Linked DNA regions of Macaca mulatta: region 1 is linked to region 2. The links are chromatin contacts, called in public Hi-C maps. All regions are on one chromosome and are shown on one strand. Each heading gives the region's core, a stretch centred on a gene start, on an enhancer-like site or on the middle of the called end of the contact. The rest is flanking DNA. Distances are from core to core; before and after follow the strand shown.

Evidence for each region. Hi-C and Micro-C count contacts between places; a contact is called where the count stands out from the background.
Region 1: a Hi-C map of fetal cortical plate shows a contact between it and region 2, with 2.9 times the contacts expected there. The contact joins the promoter of PHIP here to the promoter of HMGN3 in region 2. A contact is called at or near these places in 3 of 14 Hi-C or Micro-C datasets (fetal cortex germinal zone, fetal cortical plate and liver).

What each region holds. Positions count from the first base shown.
Region 1 is chr4:106,701,490-106,708,340 of T2T-MMU8v2.0, forward strand. It overlaps PHIP (pleckstrin homology domain interacting protein), which reads left to right and starts at 4,507. Exons shown (of 41, transcript XM_077999714.1): 1 at 4,507-4,690; 2 at 4,806-4,864; 3 at 4,990-5,019; 4 at 5,213-5,272. The coding sequence starts at 4,651.
Region 2 is chr4:106,548,072-106,554,397 of T2T-MMU8v2.0, forward strand. HMGN3 (high mobility group nucleosomal binding domain 3) reads left to right here and starts at 2,352. Exons shown (of 7, transcript XM_015136819.3): 1 at 2,352-2,479. The coding sequence starts at 2,465. It also overlaps the pseudogene LOC106998006.

The DNA of each region.
Region 1 (6,851 bases), core at 3,257-5,756, 160 kb after region 2:
TTGTCAAATAAAACTTTCCCTTCCTTTTCTATAACTAAAATCCCTTTTCTTTGGGATTCCTGAAGTTTATGGTTTTAGGCACATATAAAGGCAAGTAACCATGTAACTGCTTTTCTCAAATGCCATCTTAACATCGCATAGATAATCGTGTACTACCAGAGCCTCTGCACCCATTCTCTCCTCCCCTCCCCCAACTTTACCTTCTCTTCTTTCACTGTTCTCTGTTCAACCCAGCCCACTCCCAGTCCATCAGACATCTTCCTATGATAGAACATGCCTACAGACTTCTCCTTTATGTTTCCTGCCATCTGGAACAGCTTTTTCTGCTTCATCCACTGTGTTGCTCCAAATCTTAGGGGAATATGTTCTAAAATTGTTTTTCTCCTTTAATCTTTGTAATTGTACTGTTAAACTCATGAAGTGATCATTTAAAAAAAAACTATATAAATAAACCCATGAAGATGCGTGTTTCTCGTGCAAATTAAGACTTATAAAAATATAAACTACTAGAATTATTTAACTTGGAGAAAAAAGATTGAGTGAATTACTAACATTTAAATACATAAGGGATAACATGATTGTCGAGGACTAGCTAATACTTGTTACACATTAAAAGGAAACGTGCTCTAATTTAAGTAAAAAGATTCCTCAGTGAGATGTAAGGGAGAATTGTTAATGTTAAATAACAAAAACATTGTTAAATAATGAAATGACTCACTTAAGTTGGTTATCTCTATTCTTTTTGTAGCAGCCAAATAGTATATCTGTTCATGTGCTTTAAATCTGATAAATATTCATGCTTTATGAAGGAAAAAGGGTGTGTGTGTGTGTGTGTGTGTGTGTGTGTGTGTGTAAGGGAGAGAGAAAGTTAGACAAGCATGGACAGAAACATACAATATTGGGGAGCAAGCTACAAGGAGGAGTGTGGCTTGTTAAATAAGATCCTTGAGAGTTGTATTCTGTTCTTGGGGCTGATGAGTATTTTTTTAAAGTATTTATGAGAGAACAGTGTTTTCTACTTTTACATTTCTATATTTCACAGGATAAAGCTTCTGCTATAGAAGAAACATAACATCGAAACAAAAACAAGATTTAACATGAAATTTAAAAGTTGTATTCGTAGAGATTTTTTGAGTTATGTATTATTCACCATACTACTGGAGAGTAAATTTCATAAATGTATAATTTTTGTACTTATAAATACCATCCCATTTTGTTCCCGAAAGAACTGAAATGATAGCATTTGATTATTTTATTGGAATAATAGCTTACAAGATCAAGACAAAATTTTTGTTAAATGTTTATTTTGTTTCACGTGTTGCCAAGTAAAAAGTGATGAATTTCACATAAACTTTTATATTTCAAGAAAAGTTTCTATTTCTCCTAGAGAGACTATATTATGTAAAAATGTTGGCTCTTGGCTTTTCAAACTTTTACTATTATTTGTTTATCTTGTTATTTAAACTGCATGGAGATCTTTTTAAAGGGATATTTTATTTTTGGAACTCATAAAAATGTTAAAATAAACAAACAGGAAAGGATATAGATGGAATCTGAACTATCCTTATATGCAAAAGAGTTGGCTGAACAAAAAATTGCAAGGGTCATTGCTTTGGGAACTAAAATCTAGAACTTCCAAATAAGACTTTTCTTTCTATTTGCTATGTACAGACTTTGTGCATAAATAAGTAAAATAAACAACTTAATAAATCTTATAGTTAACTGTCAATGCTAGAATTCAGAATTTTTTTTATGTTTAAGGAAATTAAAAGGGCTATTTGGAGTATTTGTTACATTTAAAGGACTTGGTAAAATTCAATTTAATATCCACTGTTAAATACAAATAGTTTATTTGGCTGAAGAGAAGTTTTAATTTTTAGCAGGTAATGTATATTTTCTTATAACAGACAATAGTTCAAAGGGAAGGTTACTACTATCCATATTGGACATTTGAAAAAGAAATATAAACACTGTCAAAAGTCAATCAAAATGACAAGAACATCATGTTTGGAAAACTTGGAGGGGGATTTTCTCAAAATTTTTTAAGGAGTTAAGTACTAGTAGCATACTTAGGTGAAAGCTTTGTGGCTTTTAAATGAAAAGAATATATGAGATAATCATGCAGGTAGTTTTCTGTGTTTACATAACACACACAAGATATATATGGCAAACTTTACCCAGAGTATTATTATATTCCATGTCATAATTTGGTTTATTTTCAATCACAAGGATAAAACATCTATTAGTAAGAATCACACATTTCAAGCCTTCAAAACCAGAAAATCCCACTATAATTTGTAGTTTCTAAAATCTGTTTATTTGAAGAAATTCATGATCATGTAAAATATTACAATTATTTGAAGAACACTTTTTTAAAAGTTAAGCTAAAACAGCATCGGTCTTAAAAGTAAATACAATTGCAAAAAGGCATACAAAATGTCCTATCTTTTCAGTCTATCTTTTCAAGCTTAACCACCTAGAAACAGTCTACTTTACCTATAATAGAAGAGAATTAAGTGTCTTTAAATATGCAAATATTTTCAGTATTTGAGAATAGCCATATTAAAAAAAAAAAAATAAGTTATTTTGATAACCAGGTTGCAATGGGACAAGTCATGGTAACCTTCCATTTTTAAGATTCAGTTACAAAAGGCAATTTTATATCCTATTATTCCAAAGGGTTTGATGCTTTATTTCTTCTTCCTCACATGTATGATGATTTCTGGATGTTTTAGTGTGGGGCATCACACCGGTGCAGCACACTTGGGCTTGCAGTGCAGCCCAAGGCATTTGCAGCAACTATTTCCCACTAGGAATGTAAGGAGCTAGGAGGTTACAAGGCTTGAGGAAACAATCTAGAAAACCACAACACAGCTTGTTGGTCTTTTCCCCGCAAATAACCTTTTTAAACCAGATCCATAAAATGCAGTTTATTATCTAACATTTTTAAGGATAATCTTTTGTTAAATGTTAACAAAAGAACGACTATCCAAATTCCCTTTAAAATGCAATCCTTAAAAAATATTGAACTCTCAAGTCTTTTTGGAAAGTGCTTAAATCATCTGGAGATAAATATCATTTGGTGTCCTTGTTTTCTAACAAATGGCTTTTTCCATTGTTTCCATTAATTTCACCCATATTCGTTTTTTAAAAAACAAGGCCCTTATCCTCATCAGCAAAACACAGATGTATGATTTAGCATATAAAACCAGTAATTACATAGTAATTTATGAAAGATTTTTTTTTTCTCTTTTCGTCAGTTTTCAAGAAGTCTTCCCGTGATTAACTGTAAACAGGAATGGTTTACATCTCAAATTAGAAGCCATTAATTAGCATGACGAAGTCAACTGCAAGATACAGATTATTTAAATTATTTAATCACTATTCACCTTGGCTAAACTGTAGTATACTCTTTCAACATCCTTCGGTAGGTTATCGATCTGTCACTAAATTACCTCCAGATTAGTTAGAGATAAATATTAGCGTCCTCTCCTTTCCCTCAGGTTTACATTCTCCCTTCTCGTAAACACTTAAAAAAGCTTTAAGGTTCTTTAATTCCAAATACCTAATTAGCCATCACTAGCCTTTTTGTAATAAGGAAAAAGAGTATCTGAAGTACAAATCAAGAGTTCGCTTTGCCCGTTTAACAATAAAAAACATTTAAAAAACGTACGCCAAAGGCAATGGCAGTAATAAAAGAAATATGCAGAGGTGGCTTCAGCAAATAACGGGTCTGCAAAACGCAAGTGCTTAACAAAAAGCAGCCCAAACCTCTATTGCAATATACAGCACTCCAATAAATTACACAACACTTGCACAGGCTGCAGAAATAACGCAGGACAAGACTTACACAGATGCCAATCCGCAGCATTTATACACATGCACATGGCAAGAGACAGAAACCAAACACTATCATTCAACTCGGGCAGGGTAGCGCGATCCCGAGCTTGCCCAGCGTGAGTGCTCTCTGCGTGTGTGTCTGTGTACGCGCGTGAGTGAGACCCATCCTTGGGGCATTTCCCCTCTTTGGGCAGTTTTGCTTCATTTGTTTCCTATTTCTGCTACATAGAAACTAACTTCCATCTCAGCTCCAGCCAGCGCCGCTGAATAGAGCCTGTGCTGCGGCTCCGTGTGCGTCAGATCCCTCCGCGGAGCCGTCCCCGGCCCCCTCCCTGCCACTATCGGCCTCCACAGAGAAAGCGCCTTCCAGCCAACCGGCGGCTTGGGCTCCGACATCTTCTCCGGCTGGAAATAAATAAATAAATCGCACGCCCTGCGGGGAGGAGCGGGTGGGGGTCGCGCCGCGCCGGGTGCGGAGCGCTGGGGACGAAGGGTCGGAGGCACTCCTTTTTTAGCGACGGGGGGCGAGTGCGCGGGCCAGGGCCGGGGCCGAGCCCGGGGCCGCGAAGGCGGCGGACTCCTTTCTGCGGCGGAGGGATCCGCGGCGGAGGCGGCCACAGCCGTAGCCGCTGCCTGAGAGTTGTTGTTTCCTCCTCCTCCTCCTCCGCCTCCGCCGCCGTTGCTTGAATGGTGGAGCCGAGGCTCGGCTCGTGAACACACACTGACAGCTATAGGGCAGGCGGCGGCACCGTCCCCGCTTCCCCTCGGCGGCGGGGTGTCCCGTCGGTGGCCCTGAAGTGACCCATAAACATGTCTTGTGAGAGGAAAGGCCTCTCGGAGCTGCGATCGGGTAAGTCGGGGGGCTGCCGGGGCCGCTGGCACCGGGCGATTCCGCCCGCGGTCCCCCGCCCCCCGCCGCCCGGCCGCTCAGCCTGTGTGTCTCCCCGTCCCTCTCTCCCGCGCAGAGCTCTACTTCCTCATCGCCCGGTTCCTGGAAGATGGACCCTGTCAGCAGGCGGCTCAGGTACGGCGGCGCGCGGCGCGGGCCGGGCCGGCGCTCGCTGCTCGCGGGCGTGGGGGAGGGAGGCGGCGGCTGCGGGGCCGCGGCCCGGGGCGCGGGGCTCAGCTCTCCCCGCTTTGTTGTTGCAGGTGCTGATCCGGGAGGTGGCCGAGAAGGAGGTAAGGGCGGCGGCGGCCCGGCGCGTCCCGCCGCCGCGCGGCCGCCCCTGGGCCGCTGCGCCGTCGCTGCCGCCGCCGCCAGGGCGCGGGGCGCGGGGCTCGGGGGTCCCCGCCGGGGCGCGGGGCGGGCGGGGGAGGGGAGCGGGCGGGCAGGGGCCGGGGGCCGAGCTCACGGGGTGTCCTCTCCCCGCAGCTGCTGCCCCGGCGTACAGACTGGACCGGGAAGGAGCATCCCAGGACCTACCAGAATCTGGTGAGACATTCACGTCGCAGAGCAAAGAAACTTTTCCCTGAGTCGAATAAAAATTGAATTTCCCGCAATTTTTTACAGAGACAAAAACTTGGCCCTAGAACGTGAAAGCTCCAAAGGCCACGGGGAGGGTTGGGAGGCCGGCGAGGGGTCTGCGGGGGCCAGTGGCCGGGGGTACTCGTACTCCGGGGCCGCAGGGGCTGCGGACAATTTATTTGTGATATTTTGTTAATGTGCTAGAAATAAAGATACGTCATGAGTGTTGTGCAGTGCAAGGCCGGAGGAGGAGGGGCCGGCGCGCGCGTCCGTGCGGGCGCGGGGGCGCGCGAGAGTCGGCGGCGGCGGGAGCGGCGCGAAGGGAGAGAGCGCGCTCGCTCGTTCGCTTGCTTGCTCTGCACGCGCGGCCGGCTCGGCTTTCTCCTGCCCTACACAATAGCTGGTGACTAACTGCTCCGAAGTGGCATTAGCATTTCACAAGCAGGCTATCGAGCGGCTGCGGTACCGTGGCAAGACATTATTTTTTTTCCTCCTCTATCGTTTATTTTGTTTTCCCTAAATTCAGTCCTAGGTTTTTTGTTGGAAGGGTTCTGATGTGTGATGATAGTTGGTCAGTGATTCGTCTTGCATTTACTAAAACACATCTTTGCAGAAATGTAAAGCCTCTAATTCCCTAAAACCAGAAGTTTAGTAGGCTTTTTCTAATTCTTATGGTATGCCTCTCGTTTAATTAAAAACTATTATTGGAGTACACTGAAGAGTTTTGATTTTTGTCCACATATTTACTGTGGGATGGAACTCGGCCAGTAAAAGTTGTGCTTACATTGGGACATATTTTGTTTAGTAGCTTAAAAAAGACCTTTTTCTTAATTTTGTGGGTTGTCAAAATGAGTATGTTAGGAATCTTTAAAAACTGCTTTTCAGAAGTGGACCTATCACTTCAGTAATGTGATTGGAAGTTACCTTAAAGGAGCTATGTTATCTATAACATTTTCTCCTAAACTGATAGAGATTCGTTGTGTGAATATGTGTGTGTGGGGCAGTTAAAGCAGTCGCACCGGGCACACTAAGCCTTTGAAATTTATGTAGTGCGTTGATTTTTATGAGGCTTTTGTAACTGTTTTGAGATAGTCATAATTACTAATGTTACTTCATCAGAACTTCTCTAATGACTAGGAAGTTTCAGCGAGCTTAGAATGAGTGTCTTTTGTGAGGTGAGGGCAGGACATGATTATAATGGCCTTTTTTTTAATGTAGTATATTTCTTAACTTTTGTGTATAAATCTCTTGTGATTTAATCTAAGTTGTTGATAACCGCTCATGGCTGTTGAAATAAGCAAGGGTACTGAGGTTTAATACATCTAATGGAGATTTAACAGTGTAATTTTCACACTGAACGTGTGTTAGTTTTCAAGGAGTGATTTGGGATACTTTCATTGAATTCTTGGCCAAAGTGAATGGAACTGGAAGTAAACTCCAAGATTTACTAATTTGAAATTAATTTTTAGGTTTACAAATATTTGATAGAAGTCTTCAGTGAATTTACATATCTTCCTTGCTATTTGAAAAAATTATCACAAAGGTT
Region 2 (6,326 bases), core at 1,102-3,601:
CAAATCATTCTCTTTGCCTACTCCTCTTACCTCCAGGGCCACCAGTACAGGCTTGCTCTGACATTCCTAGATCTTGAAGGCTACCAAAGGTAGCCTTCAAGCTACCTTGAAGAGAACACTTCATTTCCTAGAGTAGTGCTCAGTCAGGTGCAATCTACATCAAAGGAAAGATAAGCGATGCTGTTGTTTTTCAACCAAAGCTGTTATTTTCATAACTTGTAAATGAACTGAAGATTCCAAGGACTCAAAGTCCTCACAATCAGCTTTCCTTATCCAACAAGCAAGCTTCAGTTTCACTGTAGCATTTTTATTGTGTGCGGTAAAAACATTCACAATTTTGTTTGCTGTTGTTGATCTGTTTGGTTTTGAAAAAAAAATTAACAAAGAAGCCAATTTTCTGAGTTATTTTTCATGTTAGCACTACCTTTGTTGTGGCACCTTTCCATCTCTCTAAAGAAAAATAGCTGTCTGGTCCAGATTGCAAATGCTACTCAATATCCTTCTCACACATATCTTACTAAAAATGTTTTCACTGACTTTTTTTTTATTTAACTATCAAGCACTTAGCAAATTAATCTCTTGCAAGACATCTTCATTAAAATAATATTTTAAGGATAAAATTATTAACCTGTAAATTTTTATCTCGCTGTAAGTAATTAGTTTTTATCTTAGTTCATTTCAGTATACTATTGTCATTCACTGAATGCCCGAGAACAGGGAATCTATCAAAAATAATTCAGATCATGTCAAAAGGACACAAGCACTAATTTGAAAGGGCATGCATTGGCTAAGATGTGGTAAAGGAGCATTAAAAAGGTAATAATAATGATAGCAATACACTGATGCACACCAAATATGTAAAAATCCATGAGTTCATAAAGATGTTCCAAAAAAGAAAGTAATTAACCACCTCTGGAGTATGCTAGATCAATTAATGTATTCTGAAAATCACTAAAGAAAAAGTGAAATATTAAACTTCATTGCTTGATGACATTTTTAATATATATTTGCAGCCTCTTTGTTACCAAAATGGATTTGGCCATATTCATAATGTAAGGCTTCAACACATTTTCCTACGATGTGAGCTTTGCCTGCTAAGATGATTCTGAAACTAACTTTGTCCAATTTTGCTTTTTCTATAATTTCATATGAATGAAATCATTCAGTGTGGTCTTTTTTATTTGGCTTCTTTCATACAGCACTTTGTTTTTGATATTCATCCATGTAGGAAAATTTATTCCTTTTTATTGCTGAGTAGTATTCCACTGTATGTGCTCATCACAATTTGCTTACCCATTCACTAGCACTTTTCCTGCATCTGCTGAAAGGATTGTTTTTGCCCTTTATTCTATTAATTCTGCCAATTACATTGATTGATTCTCAGATTTTAAAAAAGCAGCTTTGCATTCCCAAGATAAGCCCCACAGGTCATGATGTATTGTCCCTTTAAATGTTGAGTTTCATTTACTAAAATTTTGTTCATGACTTTTGTGTCTGTTTATGAGCGATATTGGTCTGTAAGTCTCTTTTCTTTTGAAGTCTTTCACTGGTTTTGGTATCAGAGTAAATCTGTTCTCATAAAATGAATTCAGAAATACCTTTGTAATGCTCATTTTATGCCTTGCAGAACTTTGAGAAACATTATGCATAACGTGTAACATGACAGGTGTCATTCAAATATATGTTTCAAATATAAAATAATCAGTTTTTACCTTATTTCTTTTCTTAATTTCCATAACAAGCATGTCCTATTCGTCTTCACATCTAGTTTGAAGTTGGTTGAGTTAGTGAGTGATTTATAATCACAGATTTTAGAAAATTAGAGCTAAGTGATTTTAGGGACTATTGTCACTATATATCTAGAGGGGGAAACTGAGGCCTTTAGAGGTCTTCCAGAAGAGAGTACCTTCCCACGCTTTACAGGTTCCCATCATGTAACAGTCACTAAAAGCCTTTATGGGTAGGAAATGTATGAAGTAACTGCTTTGTATATATTTACATTATAAAGTTTACGTATTCATTCTTACTTTTTCCTTCCTATGAAGGTACACACTGTTCTTATTCTTACAATCTCAAAGAGAGAGCAGCGAAACAATGAAACTTCAGGATTGTGTGGCCTGGAGGCTACTAGTTGAACTGGGCATGCTCAGTCGCCAGGCAGATTTTTTCGGTGAAGTGGAAACTACAACAGCGCGTACCGCGCGCGGAGGTGGGCGTGCCCTCGTGGAATTTAGAACGTTGCCTCAGCCAATGGGGCCTCGCGGCTGGCTGGCGGGGCTCCTCATTGGAGCAGCAGGGAGGCTAGCAGAGGGCCCCCGGAGGGAGCCGCGGAGGTGCAGGTCGAAGAGGCCGGGCTACGTCGTGCCCTGCGCGTGAGCAGCTGCAGCGGCAGAGGCAGCATCCAGCGGCGGCGCCAGCAGTTCCAGCCCGTTGCTTTACTTTTTCCTTCACCGACATAGTCATTATGCCGAAGAGAAAGGTAAGTCTTACCAAAAAAGATTTCAAAAGCCTTCAAATTGTGCTTACAGTAAATCCTGGCATTGCAATGGCTCGCGCAGAACGCGCGCGGTGGTAACCCGGGGATTGGGAATCTCTTTGCTCCTCCACGCTTGTTTTTAGATGCCTGTTGCAGACGTTCCTCTCTCCCTCTCTCCCCCGCCCCCCCTGCCCCGTCCTCATCGATCTCTTAATGTTACTTTCTGTCCAGTGACGCGGTTTCCCCTCTTTTTGAACTCATTCACGCTGGAATGTTTTCCACCCCCAACAACAAGAAGCAAAAGAGGCTTTCTATTCCAAAAGGGAGTTTCCTCTTTGCAAACTGCCAGGTTGCGAATTAGTGTGAAGGGAAAACAGCGAGAGGAGAAAAACAAGTACAAGCGTATGGAGAGGGAAGAAAATAAATCAGGCAAATGTTGAGATTATTCCCATGCGGCTGTGCCCGTGGGCTAGGTGCGCCGCGGTGGCTTCGAGGCTAAGGGAGAGAGAAAGCCATGTTTAAAATAGCGCTCACCCTCCTGCTCGCCTCCGCGGCAGACCCGTATGTACCAACTCCAGTGTCAATCAGGGCTGGGGCCAGCGAGGCGGGGCCTGGCGGCCTGGACCTACCCGCAGTTCGGGGCGGGAGCAGCGGAGTTGGCAGCGTGGAAGACGGGACGGCGCTGGGGCGTCCAGTATGGCTCGTCCAAGGTCAGGGGGCCACCAGGTCCTCCCCAGCGACTGGAACTCACGCTCGGTTGGGGAAGGCGGGGTCCGCGCGCTATCCGCCTCTCTGCGCGTATAGCGAACTGGAGTCATTTTTGTCTTGTCTTCCGCCCCTTGCGGACTGTCCCCTTCTGCGCAGGCCCCGGACACCAACTACCACATTCGGGGACTCAAATCTCCCTCGGGGTGGGGCTTCGACTTGTCCCAGGGAGGGGAGAGAAGGCTTTCCTCCTCCCTGAGAAACCAGTGTGTGATGGCTGGTTCCTAAGTAAGTGCTTTGCACCCTCCCACTGCCAGCCTCAGTGTTTCCAACAGTGTCAACCAGTGCGGGTATTAAATTTGAAGCAAAATTACACCTAGTATCCTGCTTTATCGAAGAACATGGACTAATTTGTGTGTAAGAGTGACTGCATTATTTTAAAATGCTGAAGTTTTAAAAATTCAAAAGCTTTTCCCTTCTTATACGTTATTATTAAGAATTGGGTGGAAACTTGTCTCCTACCCCACTTTTTAAAAATGATAATAATTGGAAGTGTTCAAAAGTCTCAGAGTTTGTTGTGCACATACTGTGTGCCTCACGCTGTGCACAATTTGACTTGCATTATCTCATTTAATCCTGAAAACAGCTTGAGCGGTGTTACCCCCATTCAGCTGGAACTTAAAGACATAAATTGCCCCGCATCTCACCAACCAATAACTACTAGTAAAGATTTAATCAGATGCTATAGATGCCAAAGTCTTATTCTCACCCATATCGTACTCATTTACGAAAGGGTGGGTCAAGAGGAATTAAGGAAATCCAAAGGTACTCCCAGTTTAAGAATACAGATGGCATATTAAGAGCACTAATACTTGAGATTTATTATTTAAACTTAAATTTTATGAAGGTATTTTCTAGCCCTGTTTTATTAGAATTAGGATATTAAGTGATGTCACCATTTTCAGCATTTTGACTGATGGTTAATGATGGGTTGGAAATTCTAGTAGAGACAAAGGAACTAATCATCAAGATATGGGTTACAGAGTAAGTGAGCTGGGGGCCATCCTTTTTTCCTGGGAATTTTAAACAAATGTTTACATAAACAGTAGGTTAGGTGTGCACACTTTATGTATAATGGACCCTGACTATGGAACCCTTCCTTGCTGTTTATCCAAGGGCCAGAGTTGCTGAAACCATTATTCTTACTTCCCCTCTCTACCTCTCTCAAGCAGACAGAGGGAAGGAAAAAACAAACAAACAAAAAACAGTAAAATAACAATTATGGTTTTGTTTCCCTGGAAGGCAGGGAACCCCCATACATAAGCTAGCCAATGGTCCTGAGACTAGGGGCAAAACTGTACAGGCACCTGTGTATCATCCCTCAGGACATCAGAGTGTTCTCCGGTGATGAAAAATCTCTCCTTGATTAATAGGAAGACTTTCCATCTATACCTGAAGCCTAACGACCAGGTTGTACCTGGGCAGGAACAACCTCAGATTAAACACAGCTATCATGGCCATCCCATCTATCAGTCAAATCTTAGAGCAGCCTCATGGAATCCTGAAGTTCACTGGAACTTATGTGAAGAACCCTTGTCATTAGGTAAAGCCTGCTTAGATACAAAAAAGAACTGGAGACAATCCATGCATAGCTCTTCAAGATCTTTAAAGCTGGGGTAACTGCCAAAGCATTTACATACTACACAGTATTTTTCTTGATTTCTTGTAGAGCAGACAGTTCTTTAGAAACTGTCTAAAGAAACAATGTAATAAGCCTTAAAAATGTCTCCATAGTACTTTTTTTGCCTTCTTAGCCCCCTGTATCAACTTTCCCTAGAAATCAAGAAATGTTATTTAATGAACATCTGAGTAAGTTGTTCTGCAGAGCAAGAAGTGGTACAGATAAAGTCAGTGAAAACATCTGGAATCTTGCCCTGTTGTAATGCTGTAGGGACATTACAGTTTTTGCCCTCTTGGAACTTGTGTTTAATTCAATGAGGTGATAAGACTAGCAGCACAAAACAGTTGAATAACATTAGAACTGTGTCTATGTTCCAGAATGTGTACAGATTCAGATTCCACAACCGGTAGGATAGATAAGGAAAGTTCACTTTAGGCTGGTCTTAAAAGTGTGGGCAGGACTCAAATATACAAAGAAGAAGTCAGAGTCATTTTTTGTTACCAGGTATTCAAATGTGTCTCCTGATTGTATCTTAACATGACCAGGCCTCAGTTTTGCAGCTTCAGGGCTGCAATATCATTTCAATTAATATTAAAATGTTCTTATGACATTTCTTTGTAAGTTTTATGTGTATCTTTGTGTGTGATAGTCATAGCTACATTAAGCCAAGTGGTTTTTTAATAAATGCTATAGTATTTTGTGAAGTAGTAAGCACTTAGTGAAGAGTTCTTCAGTGCATATTAATCTGTAAGTTTTTGAGATATAGATGTCAGTTTCCTGTATTTATTAGGTAATGGGTGGTGGGTGAGTGGAATTACAGGGGAATTGATAACATTCATGGACTCAGTAGTGAAACAATGAGTGATGGAGTTCTAGACTGTTCTGGCCAGACATCCACAAATGCCCGCAGTGGTCATGTTGTTATGTGATGATTTGATGTTCTACGGAGACATGAGCCAGCGAGGCCTAGAATCACAGTCCTGGCATGATTAGCAACAGGAGACATGTTTACATCTTTCTTTTTATTAATATTTTCCTGTTCCTTATCACTAGAACTATTTTAAATGTCTAGTGTATCACATCAGAAATTCTCTAATGAGGCAGTTTTCCATGAATGGAGCATGTAAACAGTCATGTCTCTTGACACTTAAAGGTTTAAGGAAGGAAAGCCCATCTGCCTGTAGCTTTGAAATTCAAAATTAGGTTTTTATCTGTTTCTTTAAAATGGAAGGCCCAGTAGCAGTAGCATTGGGCTTATTAGCACAGTGGATGCGTAACTAACCATGATCAAGGTTTGTGATAGTTAATTTTGAAATTAGTATTACTTGTCATAACACCAAAAACAGAAATTGTAAATGAAAACACAGACAAATTTGGCTACATGAAAATGAATATTTCAATATGAAAAAACTTAACAAAATTTTTAAATTTATGAAAAACTGGGAAAAAATATTTGTACCACAT